2 separate regions of the Mus musculus genome follow, and region 1 is linked to region 2. Evidence: chromatin contacts called from public promoter capture Hi-C data. All regions are on one chromosome and are shown on one strand. Each heading gives the region's core, a stretch centred on a gene start, on an enhancer-like site or on the middle of the called end of the contact. The rest is flanking DNA. Distances are from core to core; before and after follow the strand shown. Region 1 holds the start of Hcfc1r1 (host cell factor C1 regulator 1 (XPO1-dependent)). Region 2 holds the start of Zfp54 (zinc finger protein 54).

What was found. Promoter capture Hi-C pulls out the DNA fragments that hold promoters and counts their contacts.
Region 1: a promoter capture Hi-C map of pre-B cells shows a contact between it and region 2, with 4 times the contacts expected there. The contact joins the promoter of Hcfc1r1 here to the promoter of Zfp54 in region 2.

Annotation. Positions count from the first base shown.
Region 1 is chr17:23,670,883-23,677,284 of GRCm38.p6, forward strand. It overlaps Hcfc1r1 (host cell factor C1 regulator 1 (XPO1-dependent)), which reads left to right and starts at 2,726. Exons shown (of 3, transcript NM_181821.2): 1 at 2,726-3,186; 2 at 3,653-3,793; 3 at 4,002-4,642. The coding sequence starts at 3,101. The coding sequence ends at 4,137. It overlaps Thoc6 (THO complex 6), which reads right to left and starts at 2,995. Exons shown (of 13, transcript NM_001008425.2): 1 at 2,632-2,995; 2 at 1-25. The coding sequence starts at 2,670. It overlaps Tnfrsf12a (tumor necrosis factor receptor superfamily, member 12a), which reads right to left. Exons shown (of 4, transcript NM_013749.2): 2 at 5,637-5,741; 3 at 5,257-5,391; 4 at 4,563-5,164. The coding sequence ends at 5,109.
Region 2 is chr17:21,420,019-21,426,373 of GRCm38.p6, forward strand. It overlaps Zfp54 (zinc finger protein 54), which reads left to right and starts at 3,226. Exons shown (of 5, transcript NM_001379357.1): 1 at 3,226-3,299.

The sequences.
Region 1 (6,402 bases), core at 1,476-3,975, 2.3 Mb after region 2:
GCTGCAGGGCCTGAAATACCTCAGCCTGTGGAAAAGGGTGATCAAGAGAGTCTAAGAAGTCTGGGGCCACCTCCTACAGACTTCTGCTTACCCACCCCACCCCCACCCCCACCCCCGCCCAGGCTTCTCAGCCCATCTCAGCCAGGATGAGAGGCATCAGCCCATACAAAGTGACTCCAGGAAGAGAGTGGAAAAAAGAACCGAGGAGCCACAGCTTGCCGGCGGTGGTGGCGCAAGCCTTTAATCCCAGCACTTGGGAGGCAGAGGCAGGAGGATTTCTGAGTTCGAGGCCAGCCTGGTCTACAAAGTGAGTTCCAGGACAGCCAGGGCTATACAGAGAAACCCTGTCTCAAAAAAAAAAAAAAAAACCAAAAACAAAACCTAAGACTTTGAGCAAGACCAAGCCTCCTCCCATTGGCTGAACAGACAGATGGCACTCACAAGAAATTCTGTCATGATTAGGTAAACTAACAAATCTTGAGAGCACTGAAGCCAGAGGGAGTTGTATAGAATGTAACCCCAGCACATGAGAGTTGGAGGCAGGGAAACTCACTGGTAACTCAAGGTTATGCCCAGCTAGACAGTGAATTCAAAGGCAGCCTGGGCTACATGAGACAGTCTCAAGTACACACTAAGGATGGAATTGAATTGGTAGAGTGCTTGCTTAGCACAGCACACTGCATAAAGCAAGCACACACATGTAGCCTGTGATCCCAGCACTCTGAAGGTACAAGCAGAAGGACACATTCCACTACGTGACAAACCTCAGGCCAGCCTGAAATATCTCAGACCCTATCTCAAAAATCTAAGTGACTCAAAATAATCTTTAAAAAATGGGGGTGCGGGGGAGGAGGTCTGGAAGATGGCTCAGCAGGGAAGTGTGCGCCACTCTTGCAGAGGATCCCCAAAGCACCCACATGGCAGATCACAACCACCTGCACCTCAGTTCCAGGAGGGCCCAGCCCCCTCCCTCTACTGCACCTCTCTCTCCTTTCTCCCCCTCTCCCCTCCCCTTTTCTCTCTGTCTCTCTCTTTCTACCCCCACCCCTCAGAAAAAGGTTCTCACCAGGAACCCTCTCTGGCCCAGAACTCACTATGTAGATTAGGCTGGTCCCAGAGAGATCTTCTTGCTTCTGTCTTGTGCATGAGTGTACATGCATGTGTGTGTGTGTGCATGTACATGCGTGCGTGTGTGCGAGTGTATGTGCAGTGTCGAGTGTTGGACCTCCTGGAACTGGATTACAAGCAGCTGTAAGCCCACTCCTATATGGGTACTAGGAGCTGAACTTGGTTTCTTTGGAAGAGTAGCAAGTGCTGGGCCATTTCTCCACTCCCCTGTGATACCCTTTCTGGCCTCTAAGGGTACCATAGCACACATACAACATGTAAGCAAAACACTTACATACATAAAACAATGAGAAAACTTTACAAGGAAATAAGTAAGCCAAGTGTGGTGGCATGCCTTTAATCTGTTCCGACAATTGAGAGGAGGCAGTTAGGTAAATCTCTGAGTTCCTGGCCAGTTTGATGTACATATATGGGCAATGGTGACACATGCCTTTAATCCCAGCACTTGGGAGGCAGAAGCAGGCAGATCTCTGTAAATTTGAGGCCAAACTGGTCTACAGAGCAAGTTCCAGGACAGCCAAGGCCACACAGAGAAACCCTGTCTCAAAATGTGTGTGTGTGTGTGTGTGTGTGTGTGTGTGTGTGTGTGTACGAGCAAGCACAGTGGTTCTTGGGGCTGAGGGTAACTGCTCATGGTAGACCATGCTCTTTTCTTCCTTTTTAAGATTTACTTTACTGATTTTAATTATTTGTATTTTGTATAAGTGTGTGAGGGAAGTATATACAAGTACGTCCACAGGGGCCAGAGGATTGGCTCCCCTGTAGCTGGAATTAACAGGCAATTACAAGCTTTGGAACTTGAGTGCTGGCACCCAGCTCAGATCCTCCACTCTCTCTCCATACCCAAAAACCTATTCTTACTCAAAGCTCAGCGTTTGAGCACCAGCATTGTAGATATTGGGCTTTGCAGCACACCCAATAGCCTGGAGCACTCAGTGGAGGTGAAGGCAGGAAGAACAGAAGTTCAAGGACATTCTCCAGTATATAACAAAGTTCAAGACTTACGAGACTGTCTCACACCAGTAAGCAGTGGGCTGAGCTGTAACTAAATAATAGAGCACATTCTTATGAAGACCAAGACCCTGGGTTTAAAGGGGGAGGGGCACCTCATTTACAATTACGATGAACTTTTTTTTTTTTTTTTTGAGTCAGGGTCTAACTATATAGCATTGGATGACATGGAATTCACTAAGTAGCAGGCTGGTTTCTAACTCACAAGAGATATGTCTCCCTCTGCCTTCCCAGTGCTAGGATCGTAAATGTGCCACCACCTCCAACGGCGCAAATTTTTTTAAGTGGCTCTATTATCCCGCACAGGAAAATGTACCAACATCTAATCCTTCAGTCACTATTAGATCTCAAGGTTCCGGATCACTTTTCGTGGGCTCAGGGTACAAGTCCCACAAATCACCTATGAACACTGGGTATCCTGGAACACTCCAGGGGTAGATGTCAGAGCAAGACTACAAACCCCAGAAGGCACTGTGCATACACTCGACTCACCTGACCCAGAGGCACCGCGAGCGGTGCGGCATGCTCCATCTTGAGAACTACAAGTCCCAGAGGGCTCTACGTGTGACACAATCTCTCGACGCACGACACAACCTCTCGATTCCGGACGTGCCTGATGGTGGCTCTTCTCGTTACGCCCCAAGACCTAGCACTGCCTGTCGCCCAGCAACTAAGGCGGCAGGTCCGTGCTGTCTCGAACCACAGAAACCTAGGAGAACTACACGAAGCACCCTTATGCTAAAAAGCGCCCAGAACTATCCAGCCACGCCGGATCCCCTCCCCCACCGCGCCGACCTGTCCCGCCTTCTAACCTCTAACCTGATTCCTGTCTTCCGCGCCTGCGTAAAACGTCTCCAGTGCGCACGCCGGTAGGCCCGCCCCTCGCGCTGTACCACGCCCTCAAAGGCTCCGCCTCTGCTGCTTGAATCCCACCCCTCTATCTGCAGGACCCTGAGCCGTAATGATCCTGCAACAGCCCCTGGAGCGAGGTCCCCCAAGTCGGGACCCACGGGCCACCACTGGGGTAACTCGCGGCCTAAACGCCAGGTGTGTAATTGGTCCCTGAGTGGGCTGGACGAGCGGAGGGCAGGAGTTTTGGCTGGGGGATCCAGGGCTGGTCAGTAGGGGGATCCTGGAAAGTGGGGAGGCGATTCAGGAAACCGTGGTGCTTGAGCTTGTGTTGAAGCAGGGAAGCCAAGGTCAAGATTTCCAAGGTAACCTGTGTATAGCCTGGGAGAGGAAGGTGGCTTAGGCCACACAAGACAAGGCTGATTCTGGGAACCTGGTTTACCCTGTAGACTCAGGTGGACAGATCTTTGGGAAGGGGCAAAGAGAGTGGACTACACCTGGCGCTACTTCCCAGCTCCCTTCTCAGAGGAGCTGTGCCAGTGACCATGGAGAGCCCTGGAGAAGGAACTTCTAAGTGTAGGGGCGGATGGGGCTTCCAAGATTCACCTTTGGTCCTCATCAGTTTGCCTCCACTCTCAACATCCCTGCCTCTATTCTTCTCCAGTCTTTCCCCCAGGGAACCTTTGCACAAGCAGTTCCTGTCTGAGGAGAACATGGCCACCCATTTCTCCCGACTCAGCCTACATAATGACCACCCCTACTGCAGCCCCCCTGTGACTTTTCCCGAAGCCCTGCCACCACTCAGGTAGGCACCTCCCCTTGAGGGCCTTCTAGAGGATCACATTCGGTCCTCAGAGCCCCTCCTCACTCTCTGCCTCATCGTGCTATTTTTAGCTTCTAGCCAACTTGTGCTGTTTTCCATCTTTGGCTCCAGGCGACCTGGACCTGGTAGGAGGTGGCACTGCCAAGCCAGCCTTCTGCCCTGTTCTTTCAATCTTTTTTTCTTCTTTTAGGAGCCCTTGCCCAGAGCTGCTTCTCTGGCGCTATCCCGGGAGCCTGATTCCTGAAGCCCTCAGGCTGCTGAGGCTGGGGGATACCCCCAGTCCCTACTACCCTGCGTCCCCAGCTGGGGATATCGTGGAGCTCTGAGTATTGATGGCCTGTGTCCCTCCCTATCTTCTTTCTGACAACAAAGACCAGCAACTCCCAGAAAGGGATGAAGTCCTTCTGCAAACCTGGCCACCAGGACCTTCCCTCTGACAAGAGGACACTAGCTCGGTGGAACCCTCAGTGAAAGGCAGCCTGGGAAAGGGAAAATGTTACCCCATTAGTGAATAAAGACCTGTGAGCAGTTGAAGATTTCTCAGCAGCCTTTGGGGAGGGTGGGGTACTGGATGCTGGGGTTTCCTCCTCAAAATCTTCCCTGGAAAATCGGTGAGGGCAAGCCAGGTCCTGGCAGGCTGAGCTCCAGGCATTGAGAATGTGTGAGTCACAGCCTCACCCCCGCCCCCGCAGTGGCCGACTGGCTCCCTCCCTCCAGTTCTGGGGAGTCAAGTTAGGGATCAGGCCATATCTTAAAGTTAAAGATTCTTTTATTAATAAGTCTCCCTCCCCTCCAAACATTATCCCCACAATAAATATCACCCCCCTTGGGAGATGGTTGTTTCCGTGTGTACTGGGGCCAGCCCTCCCAGAGGGCCAGCCCCCTTAGTGTTAAGAACAGGTCTGTCAATCTGACCCACTCCTAGGGCTAAAACTCAGGGAGTGGCATTATAGCCCCTCCGAGTGGGTGGGACCCAGTGTTGTGTCTGCCCCTCAAGTCAGCCAGACTGCCAGGACTTGTGGGGAACAAGAGATTCCCTTGTGCAAATGCTGCAGTTCCTTAGTATGGGTCGCTTTGTGACCCAGATTGAGGCTCTCTGTCTGCCCCAGACCCAGAGATAGGGCAATTGGACACCTTGGAAGGCTCCCTGAACTCTAAGCCCAGTCCTTGGAGGTGAATCACCACCTCGCCCCACCCCCTTGTGGTTGAAAGAGTCTGGCTCGGCTTCTGTCTGGAAGGCCAGGCTGACTCCAGAATGAATGAATGGACGACGAGTGGGCCCCAGCGCGGGTGCTCCTCACTGGATCAGTGCCACACCTGGGCAGCCCTCTCCACCAGTCTCCTCTATGGGGGCTGGAAAATAAAAAGTGGGGTTGTTGTGGTTAGGGGACAATTAGGGAAGTGATGAGGGAGGTGGGAGGAGCGAGGGTGGAGAGCTCACTTACTAGTAAACTTTTCTCTCCGGCGGCATCTTCTCCAGACCAGGAAACTAGAAACCAGCGCCAAAACCAGGACCAGACTAAGAGCGCCCCCCAGAATGGGCCACAGTAGCCTGAAGTGGGCAGGAGGTGCTGCGGCGCCTAGTGATCAGGGTTCAAATCAGATCTTGCCCTTGGGACAGCAGTCTAGTCTGTCCTCAAGGAGGTCTCAAGCTTACCCCCCCACACACACACACACACAATACACACCCTGATAGAAGCCCCTTCCTCAGTCAGTCTTCCCTGATTTCCTATATCCTACGTCTACAACCCTCCTCTCTGCCCCAACAACCCACTACCCAGGTCTAGGATCCGCTTGCCACCAGCCCCACCCCGCCCCCACTCACATCCCAGGCAGAAGTCGCTGTGTGGTCGCGCTGGACAAGAAGCGCAGTCCATGCACTTGTCGAGGTCCGCGCTCCAGGAGCTGCCGCTAGAGCATGGGGAGGTGCCTGAGGAGGGGGCTGCAGGTCAGAAGCTTGCGGCTGGGTGCGGCTATTCTGGGGGCTGAGGTCAGGGTCAGTCGGCTCGAATAACGTGAGTCACTATCGCGTGTCCCCCCCGCCCCCCACTCATTCCTCGCAGGTGACCGCATCGCCTGACCCAAACGCGGCAGTGCGGGAGGGGGGTCGAGTGGCGCGGGACTTGGGGGGGGACAGTACCCCCCCGCGCGCCACAGTGTGACTCACTCCTGGGCACCGGGCCCGACCCCAGTCCCTCCCCCCGCATAACTGGGCATTGAAGTCACCGGATGGAAGGGGCACCCCCACATGGTATAGAGGGCAAAGTCCCCATTGCCCCTTCGCGATTCAAAGATACCAAGACTGGACAGATCTCATTACAGACCAGTTTGAGGACGTGCCCCCTTCCCAAAACAAACCTCCTGCCCTCAAATATACGTTCTCTCTCTACTCTGGCTCTCACTTTTGAGACAGAAGACCTCCCACACCTCAATTGGACAGGTAGCGAAACTGAAGCTCGGACTGCGGATAAAACTTGAGACCTTTCCCACTTGGAACTTGCTGCCTGAAGAGCACAAATCGCAAATCCTCGTGTCTTCCCGGTTCCCTGGTTTCACCGGGTTCTCCAGGCACTCAAATTCCGTTTCTGACC
Region 2 (6,355 bases), core at 1,976-4,475:
TCTCTATGGAATCTTCTGCACCTGATATTTTCTCTTCCATCTCTTGTATTCTGTTGCTGATGCTCGCATCTATGGTTCCTGATTTCTTTCCTAGGGTTTCTATCTCCAGAGTTGTCTCCCTTTGGGTTTTCTTTATTGTTTCTACTTCCATTTTTAGATCCTGGATAGTTTTGTTCAATTCTATCACCTGTTTCGTAGTGTCTTCCTGTAACTCATCTACTCCTATTATCCATAGGTTTGGTCTTCTCACTGTGTCCTGGATTCCCTGGATGTTTTGAGTTAGGATCTTTTTGCATTTTGCATTTTCTTTGATTGTTGTTGTGTCCATGTTCTCTGTGGAATCTTCTGCACCTGATATTCTCTCTATCATCTCTTGTATTCTGTTGCTGATTCTCAAATCTATGGTTCCTGATTTCTTTCCCAGGGTTTCTATCTCCGGAGTTGGCTCCCTTTGGGTTTTCTTTATTGTTTCTACTTCCATTTTTAAATCCTGGATGGTTTTTTTTTTTTTCAATTCCATCACCTGTTTGTTAGTGTTTTCCTGTAACTCTCTAAGGGATTTTTGTGTTTTCTCTTTAAAGGCTTCTGTTTACCTGTGTTTTCCTGTATTTCCCTCTTAAAGTCCTCCATCATCATCATGAGAAGTGAATTTAGATCCATGTCTTGTTTTTCTGGTGTGATGGTGTATCCAGGACTTGCTAAGGTGGGAGAGTTTGGTTCTGATGATGCCAAGTAACCTTGGTTTCTTTTGCTTCTGTTCTTATGCTTGCCTCCTGCCATCTGATTATCTCAAGTGCTTGCTGCCCTTAATATATCTGATTGGAGCCTGTCGTTCCTATAACCCCAGTTGATTCAGGACGGCTCAGAGTCCAGCTTTCTCTGTGATATTTTTATTGTGGGCTCCTGTGAACCTGAGATTCTGGCTGTGTCAGAGTTTTTTTGCCAGTCAAGCTTCCGCTGAGACCCTGAAATACTGGTGGTGTGACCCAGCTCCTGTTATCCTGGGATCCTGTTGTCCTAAGATCCTAGGTGTGTTATAGTGCCTGGAAGTGGTATCTCCTTTGAGGACCATAAAGCTGTCTGGTCAGTGATCCTAAGATAGCGTGGAGAGTCCTCTGGGGACTGAGGGCATGTCCGCCAACTCGGTGCTGGTGCCAGCCAGAACGGACTTGTGCCCCTGGTCAAACTAGTTTTATGTTTCCCTTCTGCTGTCTCAGGTCTTGTGCGATTGGATTGGCACAGATGTTTTGTTCCACTCACCAGTGATCCTAAGATTGAGAGGAGAGTCCTCTGGGGACTTTGGCGGTGTCCATGGACTCCGAGCCCTAGATGACGAGGTGCTGGCCTAGTTGCAAAAATTTATTCTCTTTTTCTCCATCCCAGGGCCATGTTTGACCTCTGTGATGGCTATTTCTGGTTGTCAACTTGATTACATCTGGAATGAGCTACAATTCAGAAATGGAATGCACACCTGTGATCCAGATCTTGAAGCTGGAAGACAGGTTTCTGACCTGGATCTTCAAAATGGAGATCTTGAGGCATAGTGGCCATGAAAATCTTAGGTCCAGGCAAGGTAGTATCCACCTTTAATTCCAGGACACTGAAGCAGGCAGAGTTCTAGGCCTGGAACAAAGCAAGTCCCAGATCCAGGCGTGGTAGTACACACCTTTAATCTGGGCCACACCTTCTACTAGAGGGCTACATAAGGACACTGGAAGAAGGAAGATTCACTCTTCTTCAACCACTCACCAGCATATCTGTTGAAACCTACTTCCATAGAAGACCAGCTTAAACAACTAGCTTCATGGGACTGAGCAACTATTAGAATCTTGGACTTCCCATTCACAGCTTCCCATTGTTGGGTTAGTTGGACTACAGACTGTAAGTCATTACAATAAATCCCCTTAATGTATATAGAGATATTCCATAAGTTATGTGACTCTAGAGAATCCTAACTAAGACACAAGTTGGTACCAGGATTGGTTCTAGAGGAGCAGAAGTATAAGAATGAATGTCTTAAGAATCTGGAATCCGTTTAATAATTTGTCAGCATCTTCTAATTCACTAGGCACCTTCAACTCCTGAAATTTCTCCAGATACTTTCTCCCCTGGGAGCTTGGAGAATATAGGAGGCCAGTGGTGGAAACTATATGCAAATGCCTTTGATTATCTTGATTCATCAACTGTGACTGGTGTGAATTAGGTGACCCTGTACACGAAGTTTTCTACAATTTGGAGGGAAATAAGAAAACTGATTTGCCTGGCTTGTTGCTCTTAGTATCTCTGGACAAAAACTGGCGAGAGGGGCAACAGCACATTTGAAGAGTTTTGTTCTTGCCCTTTTCCTTGTGCCAGACCTTAGGGTTGGAGATACTGCTACTCAATTGAATGAATTAAATGTAATGGATTTAATTTTGCCCCAAGGTAACAAAGGCCAGGTGGCAGCATCGAATCACCAGAGACAAGGTGATCATAGTTATTATAGTGGGCAATGTAGACAAAACATTCATAATGACCTACCCCATAATGATCACAACTCTGCATTGTGATTACTGTAGTTTTTTACAGTGGTCTCTGTAGTAGAGAAAAGTTTCTTGATAAGGGGTGAAGACTAAGCTTATTCGTGGGCAGGAGAGAAAATGTTTAGTTTATTCTTTGGGATTATGCTGGGTTAGTACAGTCTGTTTTATCTCAAAGCACTTTTATCTTGAGTCACAGAAGACAAACTCCTCTCTGAATTAGGAAAATGGCAAGACCACCATCTAGTGGTGAAAGCCATGCAGCTCAAGATAAATTCACTGACTTCTTGAGACACCTATTTCTTTTCAAAATCCAAGTTCTTTAAATGTCTCTCCGCAAGTCAAATTTTCAGGATTTGGTTTTGACTTGTCATTTTTGTGTGTTGGGATTGTTTGGGATAAGTTTGTCGCTCACGGGCTGGTAGTCAAGTCGAGGTGTAAGGCTATCTTTTATCTGAAGGGTTCAGAACTCAGTATGGTGGTCAGATATCCGGGTGCAGCGTCCTGTCAGATCCAGTTCTAGTCTACGCTGACAGCAAACTTGTGGGGAGTCTGTGGAGAGCGGGTTCAGAGAAGCTTGACAGCTGGAACTGTGTGGACCGCAGCCTGAGACTGATAGGGAGGGACCTGTCTCCGGGGGGGTGGGGCCACTCACCGGAAACAGCCGTTGGGGACAGTATATGGGTGTGGAGGAAGTGTGTTGTGTGGAGGAAGTGTGTTGAATGGAGCTGGGATTAGAGGAGTGGCGTGATAGCTGGGACTGTTCTTTAGTGAACCTAGGTAAGTTGACTGAGGAGCCAAACCCAAAAGTGGCAAGGACGTCTTCCTCGAGGAACTCGCTGGCATGCACCGTGGAGAATCTTGTGATGCAGACCTGGAGTCAGAGGATACAAGAAGGGTTTCAAGGGGACGCAAAAAACTACCCTGAGCCTCAGGTGCCGCGCGGGGCATCCTGGGAGAGTCAGCAGGCAGCAGCCCAACCGGTGGAACCACAGCCCAGTGGGGGAGGGCTGTAACCTACCAGGTTAGAGGAGCTAAGGGGCTGGGAAAGGGAAGGAATCAGACAGGGGTGAGATATTTCCTCGGCTACTCATAAAAATGACAGCTCTCAAAATTCTGCTCTTCATGTCTTGCCCTTGCCCATAGATTTTAGACCATACTAAGTTGATGAATACTGATTTTTTTTCCATTTATTCTCTTGGCAAATTTTTCTTATAGAAGTACTCTAGTGGAGTATTTGAAACTATCTGTTAATATTGGCAAACGTGTTTGGTTTGGTTGTTGTTTTTGTTTTGTTCTTGTTATTTTGCTATGATAGAAAGGACAACGCTCCTGAAATTTACATTAGTCCACACTAATTTCTTTGTATACCTGGGAACTTGGCACCTACGGAGAGGTTTTAACTATCAGTAATGAAAGGAACATGTAAGGAATTTTTAAGAGCAAGGGCATCTTTGCAGTCAGGAGCAAAAGCAATACAACAAAGTCACACCACACAACAAACATCGTGCAAGAGATATATTGCAGATAAACAGAATGGCAGCTACTCTGAAAGGGAAGAGAGTTGGAAGGCTAGGCAGAGGGATGGGTGTTTATAGTGTCTTTGGAGCATGTGAAATGACGTACTGGAAAAGAACAGTGGGTCCTGAAGTATTGCTTGGTCATTAAAGCTGGAACAATGTAATCTGTTAACACTGAGTAATGAAGGGATTTCCAGGTTTTAAGGCCCTGGAGGCACTGAAATGACTAGCCTCCCCTCCTACCCCAGCATCATCCCCAGGTTTCTCTTAGGGCCATAACTGCCATTTCCAGCCCCTTGGGTCAGAAAGTGGCCAAGCTGCTGTCCTAAAGAGAAAGAGAGAGAGAGAGAAAAAAAAAGTCCATGATCAAGCTACAAAGGCTTCCATCATTTTCAGTTCATGATAAGTTCAGAACTTTATTAGTGTATATTATTCTCATTCCAATCATCCAGTTTCATTTCTACCCATAAGTTTTCAAGAAGCTGTGATTGGAAGTGAGGTTCACGCTAGACTAACTGAAAATGTTTTCTAAATATTTTTCAATATTCTGACACTGAATGGCATTTGGGGGATCATTGTACAGTCTTCAGTTTTGTTCCTCTTTATTGACTGAGCACAGTACTGTGCTAGGAATCCAAGTACAGGCTCACTGATCATCCAGATCAGCTCACCTGTGGAACAGAACACAGACCTGGAAGGTGGACAGGGAGGAGACAGTAGCTAAGGATCCAGGTATGTTGGGGGATTGGTCAAGGGAAGGCAAGGGGTTCAGGTAAATGTGGAAGTGGGCCATGAGATCAGTTTTGCCACATTCTGTTTCACTAGAAATAATTCTAGAGACTTCCACTGAGAAAAATCTCCTCAGGATTATCCTAATATAGAGATGAGAAGACTTTCTACAGAAGAATTGATACTAGGAGGCAATAAACTTTTACTTGATTGTACATGTGAGTGATGCTGTCCTTATTCCATACACATCACTGATCAGATCTTCAGAAATGGTTTTCGTTTCAGCAATTTTAATGTATTATAAAATGATGAAAATTAATCTCTAGATGTAGTGTTTAATGATTTTTGGAGCAAGAACAACAGGCACAGCTAACTGTTGAGCTATCTCTCCACCCCATTTTAAATGTTATTTATGTGAGTATAAATAATAGAAAATGGTATAAAACCATTCTAATCACTTTGATGTAGATGATGCAAAATCTTCAATTTACATAGGCATTTATGATTTTTAATAATTTTCTTTTAGTTATTGTTGTATGATTGTGTGAGTTCCTAAACATAAAAATACAGTCTACTCAGTCTGTATGTTTTCAGGGATGTATTGGAGAGCCACATGGTGGACTATCTCTGGGGAAGACTGTTTCTCCAATTCTCAGAATTCTTTAGTGTTTGACTAGAATCGAGGTCTAGTGATTTTTCTCCCTGCCTTATCAGCATGTCTCTTGGTGTTGCCCTTGTTCAGCTTATGTTTAGACAGTCATGTTTGTAAGATTTCAAGAATGTAGCTTTTCTGACATTTCTTTTTTTTAAAAGATTTATTTATTTATTTATTATATGTAAGTACACTGTAGCTGTCCTCAGACACTCCAGAAGAGGGAGTCAGATCTCGTTACAGATGGTTGTGAGCCACCATGTGGTTGCTGGGATTTGAACTCCTGACTTTTGGGAGAGCAGTCGGGTACTCTTACCCACTGAGCCATCTCACCAGCCCCTTTTCTGACATTTCTAAGAGACACAGTCTTAGCACAAATATCCTGTTCCTCTTGCTGTTAAAATGCACTCTTCTGCTGCCATCCCTTCTCAGTGATCCCTAAACCTTAGATACTGGACTTGTGTTGTTTATGTGTAAGCTGTGGCTGAGCATCACAACTCTGCATTTTGACTGGTTGTGATTTTCTGTATAATCTCCATGTGTTCCAAAAAGACCTTTCCTTGATGAAAGATGAGAGACCATTTACATATGAAAATTATGATGAATATATAGAGTACTGCTATTTGGGATTATGCTGGCTTAGTAAATTATTGGTTGTAGCTTCTCCTCCAAGGTCCATGACTTGGTAAGCCCTGGGGAAAACTGTCTAGGTTTCCAGTACTAGGTGTGATTTCCCACTTATTGAGGTCTTAGGTCCGATTCGAAGCTGTTGGTTACTGCCAAGGTATGTGTGCCACTCTTGCATCCTTGCGATATAATGCAGTACAGATCATTGTTATGGTTCATTGGTGTCATTGCTGGGTAGGACTGTTGGTAAGCTCTCTCCTTTGGAAGCTTGCATGTTGCCTTCTAGTACCATGAAAGCTAGTCCCCAG